Regions from separate parts of the Gossypium arboreum genome. Here all the other regions are linked to region 2. The links are chromatin contacts, called in public Hi-C maps. All regions are on one chromosome and are shown on one strand. The core of a region is the stretch at or near the end of the contact, and the rest is flanking DNA. Distances in the headings are between cores, read along the strand shown.

Region 1 (4,948 bases), core at 169-2,668, 43 kb after region 2:
CCTCCTATTAAAACCCCAATTCCATCCTCTACCATATGTGCAGCAACATACCTATTAACCAAAATCTTAAAAGTCCTTTCATCAATAAGTCATCTTTCAGACATTTTATCAAACACCTTAGTTAACTCTTCAAACCAATGCATTCTTCCAAGAATGTCAAGAATTTCATTACAAACATCAAAACCAAGTGAATTTCCACCTTTTTTAGACACCAATTGGAAGAAAACATAAGCTAGTTTCCAATCAGAATGATTTCGCCTAACCAACTCCAAGACCAAACCATCAGTTATTGTAACCTTGCATTGATCAAGAGCTAGCTCAATATCTTATGTTTTGCTATTTCTATGGTTTTTTAAAACATTCTGGAGTTTCAACTAATATGTCTCGTATGGTTTTTGGTGAAATCCAATGCTTTCATCAGAATTAGCAAGTGAATGAAGAAAAATAGGGTTTTTAGTGGCACCCAGAAAATGAAATATGTGAATGCTAAGATAGTATTGATGAACTACGAGATTAGAGGTGAAGAAATTAGATTTCAGGAAATCAAATGGGTATTTCTGATGGATGATGGCTTCCTAGAGTAAGCATTTTAAAATTTGGGATTGTGTTATGAGAGGCATCGTTAAGAGATGAAATGAGATAGTGCAGTTGGCTTTACTGGAAAGATTAAAAAATATATAGAAAGAAGGTTTAAGGACACTAAAAAATTCTATGGCTAAAAATATAGCTATTAAGTGTCATAATTTAACCTTAAAAATGATAGAATGGAATTAAAATAATTAGAACTACGTACAAAATATGCTCTTGCCTTTTTTGATTTCTTCCTGTAACAGGAATGGAGAAGGAGATAATCCTTCTGAAGATCCAAGCACAAAGAGAGTCTGATTCAAGGAATCGGAGGTGAATCCAAAAGACGTGATGGTTGTGGAGTCCTCACCAATGCCATCTTTTTCTAGGAAAGATATGTTAGTGGGGAAAGAAAGTATTGAACAAAAAGGAACTAGTGGTACTCAACAAATTGATAATAGCTTTTCCCTCTTGAAATAAGATGTTAAAAAATCAGTTGTCAATGGCATTCCCTCCATAGATTTCTCGGAGAGAATATACTAGCTTCTAGAAAAGGAGATGTCTACCTTTGTGGTTTTGAATATGCTGGGACAGAACACCAATTTTACGACCCTGCAAAATATATTATATGGAATTTGGAGACCATCTAAACCTTTTCAATTAATGGATATTGAAAATGGTTATTTTTTTAGCTAAATTTCAAAGTTTGAAAGATTATGAAAAAATTCTCTCTCAAGGTCCATGGCTAATTTTCAGCCAATATTTAATCGTCCAACCTTGGACAATTGATTTTAATCTTGGGTTACCCTATCCAATATGGTTCTCAATTGGATTAGATTTCTAGGTCTTCCCAGTCATCTTTACAGAAAGCAGATCCTATGGGAGATTGGGGGAATTGTCGGTAAAGTAACCAAGTTGGACTTTAATGCCTTTAGTCGGGTGAGAGGTCAATATGCACGTATGGCAGTATATGTTACCTTGGAGAAACTGTTGTTCAAAGCTCCTCGTTAATGGTATCCTTCAAAGAATCAAATATGAAACTTACCTGTGGTGTGTTTCTCGTGTAGGTGTTAGGGGGATAGCAAGGAAAATTGTCTGCAAGGAAAGTTTTCAACGGGAAAAAGCTCTTCAAAAGATATGATTAGCAAGGAACTCTTGGGCCAGTCAGTAGGTAACCACTCTAAGGGTCAAGCTCCCAAGACTAAGCACAAAAATGTATTAAGGGCCAGACCACTGTCGAGCTTACAAATTGACTACAGCAGTCAATTAATTCGGTTGAAATTGTCTAGGCCACTAGCAGCCATGGAGATGGGCCGATCCATGAAGTTCAGATTGGGAAATGTGCCCATATTGTAGTAAATATGTAAATGTTTTCTATTTATTTGAATGATGAATAAATAAATAAAGTTAATTTCACATTTCACTATTATATCTTTTGTATTTATGCCTTTTATATTTTGCATGCATAACAAAATTATGACAAGAAAATATTAGCCCATTGATTGTCTAAAATTCAAATGGAAAATAAGTGGCATTGTAAAGAACGTTTACATTGTGAGAAAATAGTTACACTCCTACTGGGATTTTACCAGAGAATTTGATTTGTTATTAATTATTCCAAAATAATATTATTTTAGTAGTTTAATATTAAATTTAATTTAATACTTATCTTAATAGTATTTTATTAATTTAATATTAAAGTTATTATCTTAATATTAATTTAATTTAATGTTTATCTTGTAGATAAACATTTTATTATTTTAATAAGATTTAAAATTAAATTAATATAATATTTATCAAGATAAATATTATATTAATTTAATATTAAAGTGATTAAGTTTAATCATAGTTGAATTCTCTAAAATCTCCTATATAAATAGAGCCTTGTGTTATTATTAACAAACACTTGAATTTAAGAGAAAGTTGTAAAGAGAAATTATCTGAGGAGATTATTCTAGAAAGTTTCTAGAGATATTTTTTTATTTACAATTTGACCCAAAAGTTTAGAGAAATTGCAAAATTACTCCACTAGTAATTTTTGTGAAAAATTTTCTTATTCGAAGCAAGCCCACTGTAATGCCCCCTTACCCGAGACTGCCACTGGAGTCGAGCATGAGACATTACTAAACTCATTTTAGCATTTAAACAAGTTCAAACAATTCTCGTAGTAAACTGTCCATCTGCATCACAATCGCTAAAAAAATCATATCTCAAGTTATGAAACCTGAAATCAAATTTTGTAAATTTTCCCTGAAACTAGACTCATATATCTACTTACTAATTTTTTTCTAGAATTTTTGGTGGGGACAATTAGTACAGTTTATTAGTTAAAGTCTCCCCTGTTTCAGGGTTCGGCTACTCTGACCGCTATGCACTACGAATCAAATTTATTCCTATACAGAGATCCAATGACATGTAGTTTGTTTTTATTAAAAATAGACTCAATAATGAATCCATACATATAAAGTATGAGTCCTAATTATTTTTACACAATTTATGATGAATTTCTGAAGTCAGAATAGGGAATCCAGAAATCACTCTGACTGTGTTTCACCAAAACATAAATATCTCATAAAATAAAACTCTTTTACCTATTTTGTTTCTTCCACATGAAAATAGATTCATTAATATAAAATTAAATATTTTATTCATCATCTAATTCTATCTCTACTATTTTTAGTGATTTTTCAAACTCACGTCACTGTTGCTGTGTGATTCTGTTTTATAGCCAATTTCACCATTTTATGGATTTCCATAGATTAGTTAGCATATACAGCATACATGTTATCAAATATAATCTTGATTAGCCACTCCAATAGCTAATCATTCTCAAACAATTTCCATGCCATCCATGAGCCATATCATAAGATTATATACACAAAATGATTACAATGCTATACATGTCATATTCCCAAAATATACAAGTCATTATACCGAAATAGTTTGTTGATAGTGTGAGTGCGCCTCCGACTGTTCCCTATCTCCTAGCCGGCTTGACAAAACTACAAAGAATAGAGAGGAGGGAGTAAGCATAATTGCTTAGTAAGTTCACATGTAAATATCAAGTAACATAACCATGCAATAATACGAAATCCACATTTGCATAATATCACCAAGGCATTCATGTTACACTTGCATTTACTATCTTACCATGATTTTGTCATACCAAGTTCTCAACCTGAGGGTTTAAGCACATACCTGTCAAATTTTCTCATTCACCACACTTACCAACATGTCACCTTCGTTTTAGGTACTCACCTTATTCACTTAAGATTTACCCGTTGAACACATCGGAATATGATTCGAATACACGGATTTCATGCACATAAGTGCCATACCCGTAGCTAGACAAACTCAATAGCCAGCGGAAATTATGTAGCCAAGCTACCATGTAACCCGCCCATAAGCGAACTCGAACTCAACTCAACGAGCTCGGGCTTTCGCATCCATAAGTGAACTCAGACTCAACTCAACGAGTTCTGATGCCTAGTTACATCTCACGAACTCGGACTCAACTCAACGAGCTCAGAACTCAAATATCCTAGTGACATGTCCCTTGTTGTAATATCCTAATTTTGGGCCTAGTCGGAATAGTGGTTTCGTGACCACAAAATCCGAGATAGAAATAATTATTTTATGATTATTTTAAGGTCTATGATATGATTGCATGATTGTGTGAAAATTTCGTGAAGAAATTTTATGCATAAAGTGCTTAAATTGAAATTAGGGACTAAATCGAATAAATTGCAAAACTTGCATTCTAGAAGTTTCTAGTATGAAATTGTTTTGAAATATTAATTAGGAGGTCTTAAATAGAAATTTTACCAATTTATAAGTCTATGGACAAAAATTGGACATGGATGGAATTTTTGGAAAGTTTAGTAGTAAGGGCATTTTGGTCATTAAGGGGTAAAATGAATTAAAATACAGAATTAAAAGCCAATTTTGCTCATCTTCAACCCCATGGCCGAATATAGCAAGGAGTAACCATGGCTAGGGTTTTTCAAGCTTCCAAGCTCGACTGTAAGTCCGTTCTAGCCTCGTTTTTAATGATTTTTACATTTTTGGAGTCCCGGTAACTTGATTTAGCTTATTCTAGCAATAATTTAACCTAGGTTTTATATTTGGAAAAATACCCATAAGTGAAATTTGTGTATTTTGGTGTTTTATGATAGAATATGAGGTTTTAAATTATGTTAGACAACTTGTGCTACTCGATTTTAAGTGAAAACGAGCAAAATGGCTTAATCGGTAAAAATACCTAATAGTCATAAGTACATGTTAGAGTGAGAATTTGATGTTTCCATAGAAGGGAAAAATGATCAGCATGTCATAAAACATAAGAAAATAGGCTGAAGTTTAATTTACGAGCTTTGGGGCA
Region 2 (4,604 bases), core at 1,177-3,676:
AGGTCGTGTGTAACACACGGTCAGCCCCATGGGCGTGTTGCTTGGTCGTGTGTCCCCTACACATAAAATTTGCAGGTCAGTATGCATGGTAGTAAACACATGGGCAGAGACACGGCCGTGTGTCTTAGCCGTGTGGAGGACACAGCCTCTGGCCACGGGCGTGTGCCTAGGCCGTGTATGACACACGGTCAGCCCTATGGGTGTGTTGCTTGGCTGTATGTCCCCTGCACGTAAAATTTGCAAGTCAGTATGCGTGGTAGTAAACACATGGACAGGGACACGACCGTGTGTCTCAGTAGTGTGGAGGACACGGCCTCTGGCCACGGGCGTGTGCCTTAGCCGTGTACCCCTTATTAGATGCTGACGACTGCAACAGAATGTCAAGGTTTTTAGACACGAGCTAGGACATGGGCGTGTCATGGCCGTGTGAGGGACACGGGCTATAAACACGGCGTGTGTCAAGCCGTGTGAAAACCCTGTAGGTTCAAATTTAGAATTTAATTCACATGGGCTCAGGGCACGGGCGTGTCCCCTTGTGCTTAGGCCGTGTGAACCACATGGGCCATTAGCACGGCCATGTCATAATAGCCACACGGGCGTGTTGCCCTTCCACACGGGCGTGTACCCTGTTTCAAGGGTCATCTGTATTAAGTCGGTTTAAGGACCCGAGTTGATTGCGAACGGCTTCTAATGAATGTTTGAAACATCGTAGGCCCATATTAAGGAGTTTAAACAAAGTTCGAAAAAGTTTTAAATTTGATCAAGTCTTGATGACTCGGAAATGTTTGAATGCATGTGTTTAAGTTTAGTAATGCCTTGTATTCTGTCCTGGCATAGGGCACGAGTGTGGAGTATTACAAATTTACCTTTCCATAGCCATTTAACCCATTTAACTAATAGATACCAACTTTTGCAACCTTTACGATTTAGTCTTTTTTACATAATTAACCATTTAAACTTTAAAATTTCTTAACGAAACTTTAATACGACCTTAAGATAATCCCTCAGGCATTAAATAAATATTAAAAAAAACTCATTAGTTGGAATTGTGGTCCCGAAACCACTGTTTTTGACACCAATGAAATTGGGCTGTTACAAGGTAGAATTTCCTTTCAGAACCCGAATGCAAATGAATTGGAGATTACTACGGATAATCTTAACATATATTAAGTCCAATCTGACCCAAATACCTCTCGAAAAATTGATAGCTTTTACCCGGTGAAAATAATGAAAACCAAAGCTAGCTATAATCTTTTTTACTTTAAAGCCATTAACCTTCGTCTCCAATAAGTTAACAATATCAAGCTTATGTTTTCTACTGTACACAAGGAAAATGTGAGAAAATTTCAAACTAGCACATCCTTGACAATTCTAGGAGAAAACTATCAAATCCATAAAAAATAAAAATAGGATTGATACCAACCTTACTGCTTGGAGTTCCCCGACCCTGATGTATGATTTCCTTTGAAAGCCTCTAGCCCTTTGTCCATTTCGGCTCGAACCGCCTTTATCACCTGAACCCTAAGTTTTGAAAAAAGAAAAATTTTTCCCACTCTCTTTTGTTATATCATCCCCCAAAGCTTCTCCATTATTTGGATTAGCATTTTCCTTGAAGACAACAACTGAGTGTTTTCCTAGGTCAAGTTTAGAATTATATGAGACCACCATCTTCCCCTCCTATTCTTCAAAGGTTGGATTAAAGTGTGTAGTGGTATTAAGGGATTCATTAGAAAAATTAGAACAATTAAAGAGGGCCTTTAATAAATTACCCAGCTGCCCATTAACGTCTAAATTTGCCACGTCCATGCCTGATTCATTTTGTTGCTCTTTTGGGTCAGAAATAATCACGACCCACCCCGAAATTTTTTTTAACTGAACTAATCCCACCAATACCAGGTCCCTACCCAACAATCAACAAAAAACCAATCTTAGCCTGCCGAATTGCTATGTCTAAAGTAGTGCTCCCAACGGTCCTCAAGCCCAAGTCTTAATCTCCCCCTTACTTTCCCCAAATTCAATATTCTCCATTGCCAAAAGCCCATTTTCCATATTAACTAAATGGCCTGCACTGTTTTTATATGGGCCAAGTCCACCACCAACCTGATGCTGGTCCAACATTGTTATTCATTCCCTACAAGACCCACCAAGCCTTGGTCCATTTACTAACAGGCTCTGACCCACCCCACTTCTTGGCTCTTTCACAGATCCAACACCTCCATTATTTAAAATAGAGGCTCCTTTCCCCAAGGTTTTTGAAACAGATTTATTAAATCACCTGATTTTAGCTCCAGATTTACCCGACATTGCCTCATTTACAGCACCATTATCTTTCTCCAGAGTTTCTAAATCATTTAGGGCCAGAAATCTCGATCCTGAACTTACTTTTTTTGAAACCCCTTCCCTTTGATTCCGCATTTTTTTCTGCCCCCGCCCATTTCTCCGCTCCACCACCATCCAAGGCTCGTACGTCGCCTCCTCATTACAGTTAACCGGCTCAGACGATCCCAAAGTCCCACTGGTTTTTTCCTTCACATTATTCGACTTCCCCACCGGTGCTGGGCACATCTCTTTCAAGTGTCCGTAATTGCCACACGAAAATCAAATGGTCGACAAAGTTTCATATTCTACCTGCTGTTATTCTCCTCTCACCCATATTCGAGACACCAATGGTCTATCAAGATTTACGAAAAACAACCATTCTAGCAAAACAAGGTCTGATTTTGCTATCTACGTTGAAATCAAGCTGGGCTACCTTGCCCACCAAACCGCCAACTGCTTCCCGAATTCTCCTTTTATACATAAATTCTGGAAGACCCGGTAATCTGATCCATGCCAGAACCACACTCGGGCAAGGTTTTTTGGAGTCGAAATATTTGGTCCATGGCTGCACAGTAAGGTATTGATCATAAATAATCCATGGTCCTTATGAAAGGAATTTGGTAAAATCTTCCATACACTGGAATTTTTCCAAAAAATACCCGTATTCAATGTCCATTAGGTGAATTGGTTTTGATGGTCGCCAAAGGCTACTGATCCGATTATGAAGGGTTGTGTATCCAATATTTCGCCTAGTAACTTTAGCGCAACCGTTGTCACCATTTCTTTAAAAAAGGATCTTTTGGATACGATGTGAGAATTCTATAGTTGGGATTCCATTGACCATAGTTTTATAACATCTTCTTCTAGAAACTCGATATCTTCAACACTATCACCTTTTGTACGTCTATTAACCTCCTCATGGTTAGAAAACCTTGTTCCAATCAACTTATGTTTCTAGGATACCTTTGGCCTCGGTTCCAAGTCCACGAACATATCAACATCCTCATCACCTTCACCATCTTTAAGTCTAACTTTTTTCGTTTCCTAATCAAGAGACGATCGAGTTTCAGAAACCCTTTCTTCACTAAAAGGAAAGACCATTGTATTTTAGACAAGCCTAATATTTTTTTAAACATATAAGCTTAATATATAAATCCACTTAAAACCCAAAACAAAACTCATTTCTTCTAAATTCTATAATTAAATAAAAAATAAAAATAAATTCTAAATTTAATTTCAACAATCTGTCACGAGTTCATTGCTTATTTATTATTGTTGTTAAAATTTCAAGAGTTCAAATGTTTATCTCTCTTTTACTTATTATGTATTGTGTTCTATTATTATTATTGTTAAAACTTTTAAAACTTTTATTATTTTTTCTCTCATTATACATTAAAATTGTAAATTACAAATAATTTAATATTTGACTATAATCGAGAAAATTGGGAATGATTAAATCAATGTTTAATTAGATTTTTAATAAGCATAAATATATTAATTGATATTTTATGTATAATTGAAAAAAATAAAATTATCTAATAGTGTTTAAGAAACACAAAACAAAGATAGTTTTATTTAATTAAAATTGAAAATTCCAAATCCAAAGGCAATTTTGTCTAAATAAAGTCTAAAAGCTTAAAAACAATATGAAAATCCAAAATCCGAACTGACTTAGTACGTTCTGATTAACTAGTTTCTTATATTCATCGGTTCGATTTTTATTTGAAAAATAAAAAATTGAATACCTTGATCTAGTTAAAAAAATTGAACCGATCAATCTCACTTTTACCATTTATAATGTTCTTATGGTAATTTAAAGAAATATCCAGTAAATAAAAAGAATTTTTTTAGTCAAAATCAAGGTATCCATCATCGTGGGTGCTCTCCAAATAGATAAGTAGTTAACCCTAAAATGTGCTTCATTCTATGGGTAAGAATTGAATCCCTAATCTCATGATTAAGAGATGAGATGAGATGAGTATTTTGATTTATATTTCTTGCAATCATATATTAACCTTGAGAATTTGTTAAATCATTTTAATGTAAAATTAATTAGTTACCATTATTTTGAAAGTTCTAATGTAAAAGAAATTGATTAAAATATAAAGGAAGAAAATTTATCCCAAAGTTAATATATACATATAATTAAATTAAAATTTAAATATTTAACATGTGTTCACATAAGAATTATTTTTCAAAAAGTTAGAGAGCGACAAAAATAAAAAATGATTACTAGTAGTAGTTTTTTCTTTTCAAAAAAAAAAAATTACTGCCAATGAGGCTTT
Region 3 (4,587 bases), core at 810-3,309, 63 kb after region 2:
GACATTGAGCAAATCCTTATTGGGATTGAAATGTGTATTTCTGATAAAGAAAATTTGAAGTTGATAAAGAATTTTACTAATGAGGGGGTTGTGGCAGCTCTTAAGGAGATGGGTCCTACGAAGGCGTCAGGGGAGAACAGTTTTCTGGCTATATTCTTTCAACAATTTTGGCATATTGTGGGCGTTGAGGTTACGGATTATTACTTGGGGATTTTAAATAGAGGTATGTTTGTGGACCGCTGTAATTTTACTAATATTGTGTTTATTCCTAAATTTTCTAATCCAATGAATTTAGGAAATTTCAGACTTATTAGTTTATGCAATGTCCTTTGTAAAATAGTAGCCAAAATGATCGTGAATCGATTCAAAAGCATTATAAGCAGTTGCAGTGATGGTGCCCAAAGTGCCTTTGGGCCTGATAGATTAATTTTGGATAACATGTTCCTTGCTTATGAGATTTTTCATACCTTTAGACAAAAAAAATTTGGGAAGAAAGGTTTTATGGCACTTAAGTTAGACATGAGCAAAGCGTATGATAGGGTGGAGTGGTATTTTTTAAAAGCTCTGATGTTAAGGATGTGATTTCATACTTTGTGGGTGGAAAATATTTTGAAGTGCGTCACTTCAGTCTCATATTTAGTAATTATTAATGGGAGAAGTGGTTGGGCATTTAAACCGACGAGAGGAATTAGACAAGGGGACCCTCTTAGTCCCTTATTGTTTCTAATTTGTAGTAAGGGCCTTAAGGGGTTTATAAGGATGGCCTTGAGGGAGGGGTCGATTAAGGGAGCACAAGCAAGTAGAGGGGATCTCTTAGTTTCTCATATATTATTCGCTGATGACAGTATATTGTTTGGAGAAGCTAGCGAGTGGGGCGTACAAGTTTTGAAATCAATCCTAATGGAATACGAAAGATCCTCGGGGCAAAGTGTTAATTACGACAAATCAACAGTTTTTTATAGTAGCAACACTGCAGAAGAATCCACGAGAGTTGTTTCCATTATTCTTGCGGTGAGAAATTCAAATAATATGGAAAGATATCTTAGTTTGCCGAATGTTGTGGGGAAAAATAAAAAATCTTCTTTTTTGCTAGTAAAGGATCGCATGAGGCAACAGATTAAGAATTGGAATGTGAGGTTCCTTTCTCAATGAGGAAAGGAATTGTTTATTAAATCTATTTTACATGCTATACCCACTTACACTATGGCCTATTTTTTACTTCCAAAGTCTTTGTATGTGGAATTGGACAGCATTATACCCACTTACACTATGGCCTATTTTTTACTTCCAAAGTCTTTGTATGTGGAATTGGACAGCATAATGACTCGATTTTGGTGGCAAAAAGGACGAGGGCGAAAAGGGATTCATTGGTGCAGTTGGAACGACTTTGCGATCTGAAGGAGAATGGGGGTATGGGATTTCATTGTTTATCCAAATTCAATGTTGCATTATTAGCTAAACAAGGTTGGCGTCTTCTTAATAATCCAGATTCAATATTAACGAAAGTTATAAAAGTTAAGTACTTTCTAAATACGGATTTTCTTAATTCTGAGTTAGGACGACTACCTTCGTATACCTAGAAGAGTGTATGGGCTGCTAAAGAATTGCTGAAGAATGGGATTTGTTGGAGGGTGGGAACGAGTTAGAATATTTCAATTGCTATTGATGCGTGGCTTCCTAGTACTGAAAGTTATAAATGTATAGGCCCAAATTTGCCTGGGCCCACACCTAAAATCAAAACAAAAATAATAATAAAAATAAAATCATAAACCAAATAAATTAAATGTCCAAGTCCTTTTACAACTCAACCCTAACTATTAAACCCAAACCACTCAGCCCAACTACTAAAACTAACCTAATTAACAAACAACCCAAACCCCATACTTGAATAAAACAAAATAGGCCTAATGGCCCAAAACACTAATGAATTTTTTCGGCAGAAACCCTAGGTCACTAGAAGCTTCAGCCGCCGCAGCCTCCAATCGATTCTTCCACGCGCGCCACGCTTCACGCCCACGAATAACTCCTCCACGCCATGCACACCTGCAACAGAAAACAACGAAGCAGCAATTGATAGCAGATCACAGCGAATTACAGCAAAGAATTTGTATTTTCTTTTATTTATTTATTTTATTTTTCGGCTATAAACCGAAGGAAAATGATGTAAATGGGATCTTTTTTTTCCTTTCTTTCTACGAAGAGAATAATAGTTGAATATACGCATATATGAAAATAGGAGAAATCAATTCAAAGAGAGTTTTCAAGAGGTGATTTTAGAGTTTATTTTTTCTTTCGATTTTGTTTTTTTTCCCTTTGATTTTCATTATTGTGTGTAATATACAAAATAAACAAGGGCATAAGCACTTATCTAATAGAAGGAGCCTTCGAATCCTTGTTGACTTCGTTGAAATCGAAGCTTTGATGGGGATTCAGGGGGGTCCGATTTGTTGACATGGAAGCAAGGAGAAAAGAACTTCTTGGTTCGCTCGGTTGAGGAGGAAAAGAGATTGAAAAATTTTGAGAGAAAATGGTTTTGAAAGCTGTTTTGAGAAGAATAATCAGTCTGAGGTTATTAGGGCTTTTGTTTTGATTCATATATATGCTCAAAAACGGCACCGTTTAGTAAAAACATGGATCTGCGCCTTAACCCATTTGGAAGCCGAATCTGCGCCTTTTTCACCTTGAAAGGTTAATTTGCGCGTCTGGTCCTTTGACTTTGCGCAGAATTTTTAATTGATCTTTATTTACATTTTATTTTATTTTGAATTTGTCCTAGAATATGTGTGTCTTTGCGTTTCGGTCTGCGCCTAGGCGCAGTGTTTGGAAAACTGGGATATTTTCATATCTAATCCCTATACATTTGCACCCGCTGCACGCTGGTCCTTATTTCTATTTCAATAGTTTTTTATATTTATTAATTATCCCTTCTAATTTGATTTCATTTCAATTAAGTTTTACTTCAATTTATATACCTCATTATTTTTTTAAAAAAAATCCTTTTAGCATTCATCTTTTATTTTTTTATTTTTTTATATACATTTTGAATTACCTTGATAAGTTTACTTTGTTTTTTCAAAATTATTATTTTTAAATTCCTTTTATATCATATCATTTTAACATTTTAGATAATATTTTTTTATAAATGTTTTTGTACATTATTGTATATATAAATAATTCATGATAAGGTTAATTTTATTCCATGTATATTATTAATCTTATATTATTTTATAAATATAATTTCTTTTAAATTTATTCCTATATTTTATTATATATCTTTGCTATTTAAAGGAAGATCCTACATCTCAAATGTATTATTTAAATTATTATTATATATATACATGTATATTGGTACATATGTTTGATTTATATACATCATTAAATCCATGTTATTTTATTCATATAATTTCTTTTAAATTTATTTGTATACATGATTATGTTTTTAAAATCTATTACATATACAATCTATGATAACATTAATTTAATTTTATATATATTATTAATCTCATGCTAATTTTTACAAATAATTATTCTTAATATATATGCATGTTTTGTGAATTTGTTATGTGTATTATATTTTATAATGTATTTTATTATTCTTTTATAGCTTATATATTATTTAAGAATCATGTACATTGTCAAATTTTTAAATGAATTTATGTTTAAAATATTTTGTATATAATTTGCTTCAAACTTTTATTCTATAATATTTATTTCAATAATTATATATCCCTAGTTTTTATACAAGCTTGTCAACTTATATTATGTGTTCATTAATTTATCATTATTTTGAAAATGTCTTATAGCACATTGACTTCTAAATTCCATTTTATTTTGTACATGTTTTGGGGATTGTTTTATATTGTGCCATATTTATTTTTATGTATATCATTTAGTCATTGTTTTGTTCATTATATTAATTGTGCTCCATCCATGATTAAGAATTTGGTTACATTTACTTAGAATAGTTGTACATAATTGTTGGATTTATTAATTGTGGTTTATTGTACTATATGTACATATTGTTTCATGTTCATTAATCCTTTTCTATACAAATGTTTCGTTACAATGCATTAAGTATTCCATCTATTTTAAAACAAATAAATGCGTTTTGAGCGAAATTCCAATTTTCCTTATTATTCAAAAATTCTAAAATAAGGCAATATCCAATATTTGGGAATTCCAGAAATCGTACCCTACCGTGCTGGGTATGATTTTTTGGTGAACTAAATATTTGGATATCCTTTTATAATTTTAGGGTACGAGTTTTTGAAAGTCAAAAATCAATCGTATCTTTGAAGATATAAAGGATCGTATCCAATCGTGCTGGGTATAATGCTGCATATTTTTGAAACGAGAGAATTTTGACAGTTAACTTGAACTATTAATACATTTTAAAGAACTATGCTTTGAACGATATTTTTTTAAAATCTTTGATATAAGGATAGCATCGAATCAATTTGGTACCAATTTTTGAACGTAATGAAGATGCTCACCTTTCCTCATACGTAACCGACTCCCGAACCCATTTTTTTAAAAAAATTTACAAAATTATTTTAAATGGAATAAAAAATTTTAGTAGATGACCTA

What was found. Hi-C and Micro-C count contacts between places; a contact is called where the count stands out from the background.
Region 1: a Hi-C map of leaf shows a contact between it and region 2, with 5 times the contacts expected there. The contact joins two enhancer-like sites. A contact is called at or near these places in 2 of 5 Hi-C or Micro-C datasets (both in leaf).
Region 3: a Hi-C map of leaf shows a contact between it and region 2, with 2.5 times the contacts expected there. The contact joins two enhancer-like sites. A contact is called at or near these places in 2 of 5 Hi-C or Micro-C datasets (both in leaf).

What each region holds. Positions count from the first base shown.
Region 1 is chr6:23,303,456-23,308,403 of ASM2569848v2, reverse strand. It overlaps the pseudogene LOC108485356. Among protein-coding and RNA genes, the nearest start is that of LOC128294219, 3.7 kb to the left of the region's middle. Within about 2 kb of position 1,418, at least 2 of the 2 cell types and tissues checked have an H3K27ac peak or open chromatin away from gene starts, as enhancers often do. A contact at or near this core is called in leaf, where this site is marked.
Region 2 is chr6:23,348,048-23,352,651 of ASM2569848v2, reverse strand. No RefSeq gene overlaps it. Among protein-coding and RNA genes, the nearest start is that of LOC108485833, 39 kb to the left of the region's middle. Within about 2 kb of position 2,426, at least 2 of the 2 cell types and tissues checked have an H3K27ac peak or open chromatin away from gene starts, as enhancers often do. A contact at or near this core is called in leaf, where this site is marked.
Region 3 is chr6:23,284,868-23,289,454 of ASM2569848v2, reverse strand. No RefSeq gene overlaps it. Among protein-coding and RNA genes, the nearest start is that of LOC108485654, 3.7 kb to the right of the region's middle. Within about 2 kb of position 2,059, at least 2 of the 2 cell types and tissues checked have an H3K27ac peak or open chromatin away from gene starts, as enhancers often do. A contact at or near this core is called in leaf, where this site is marked.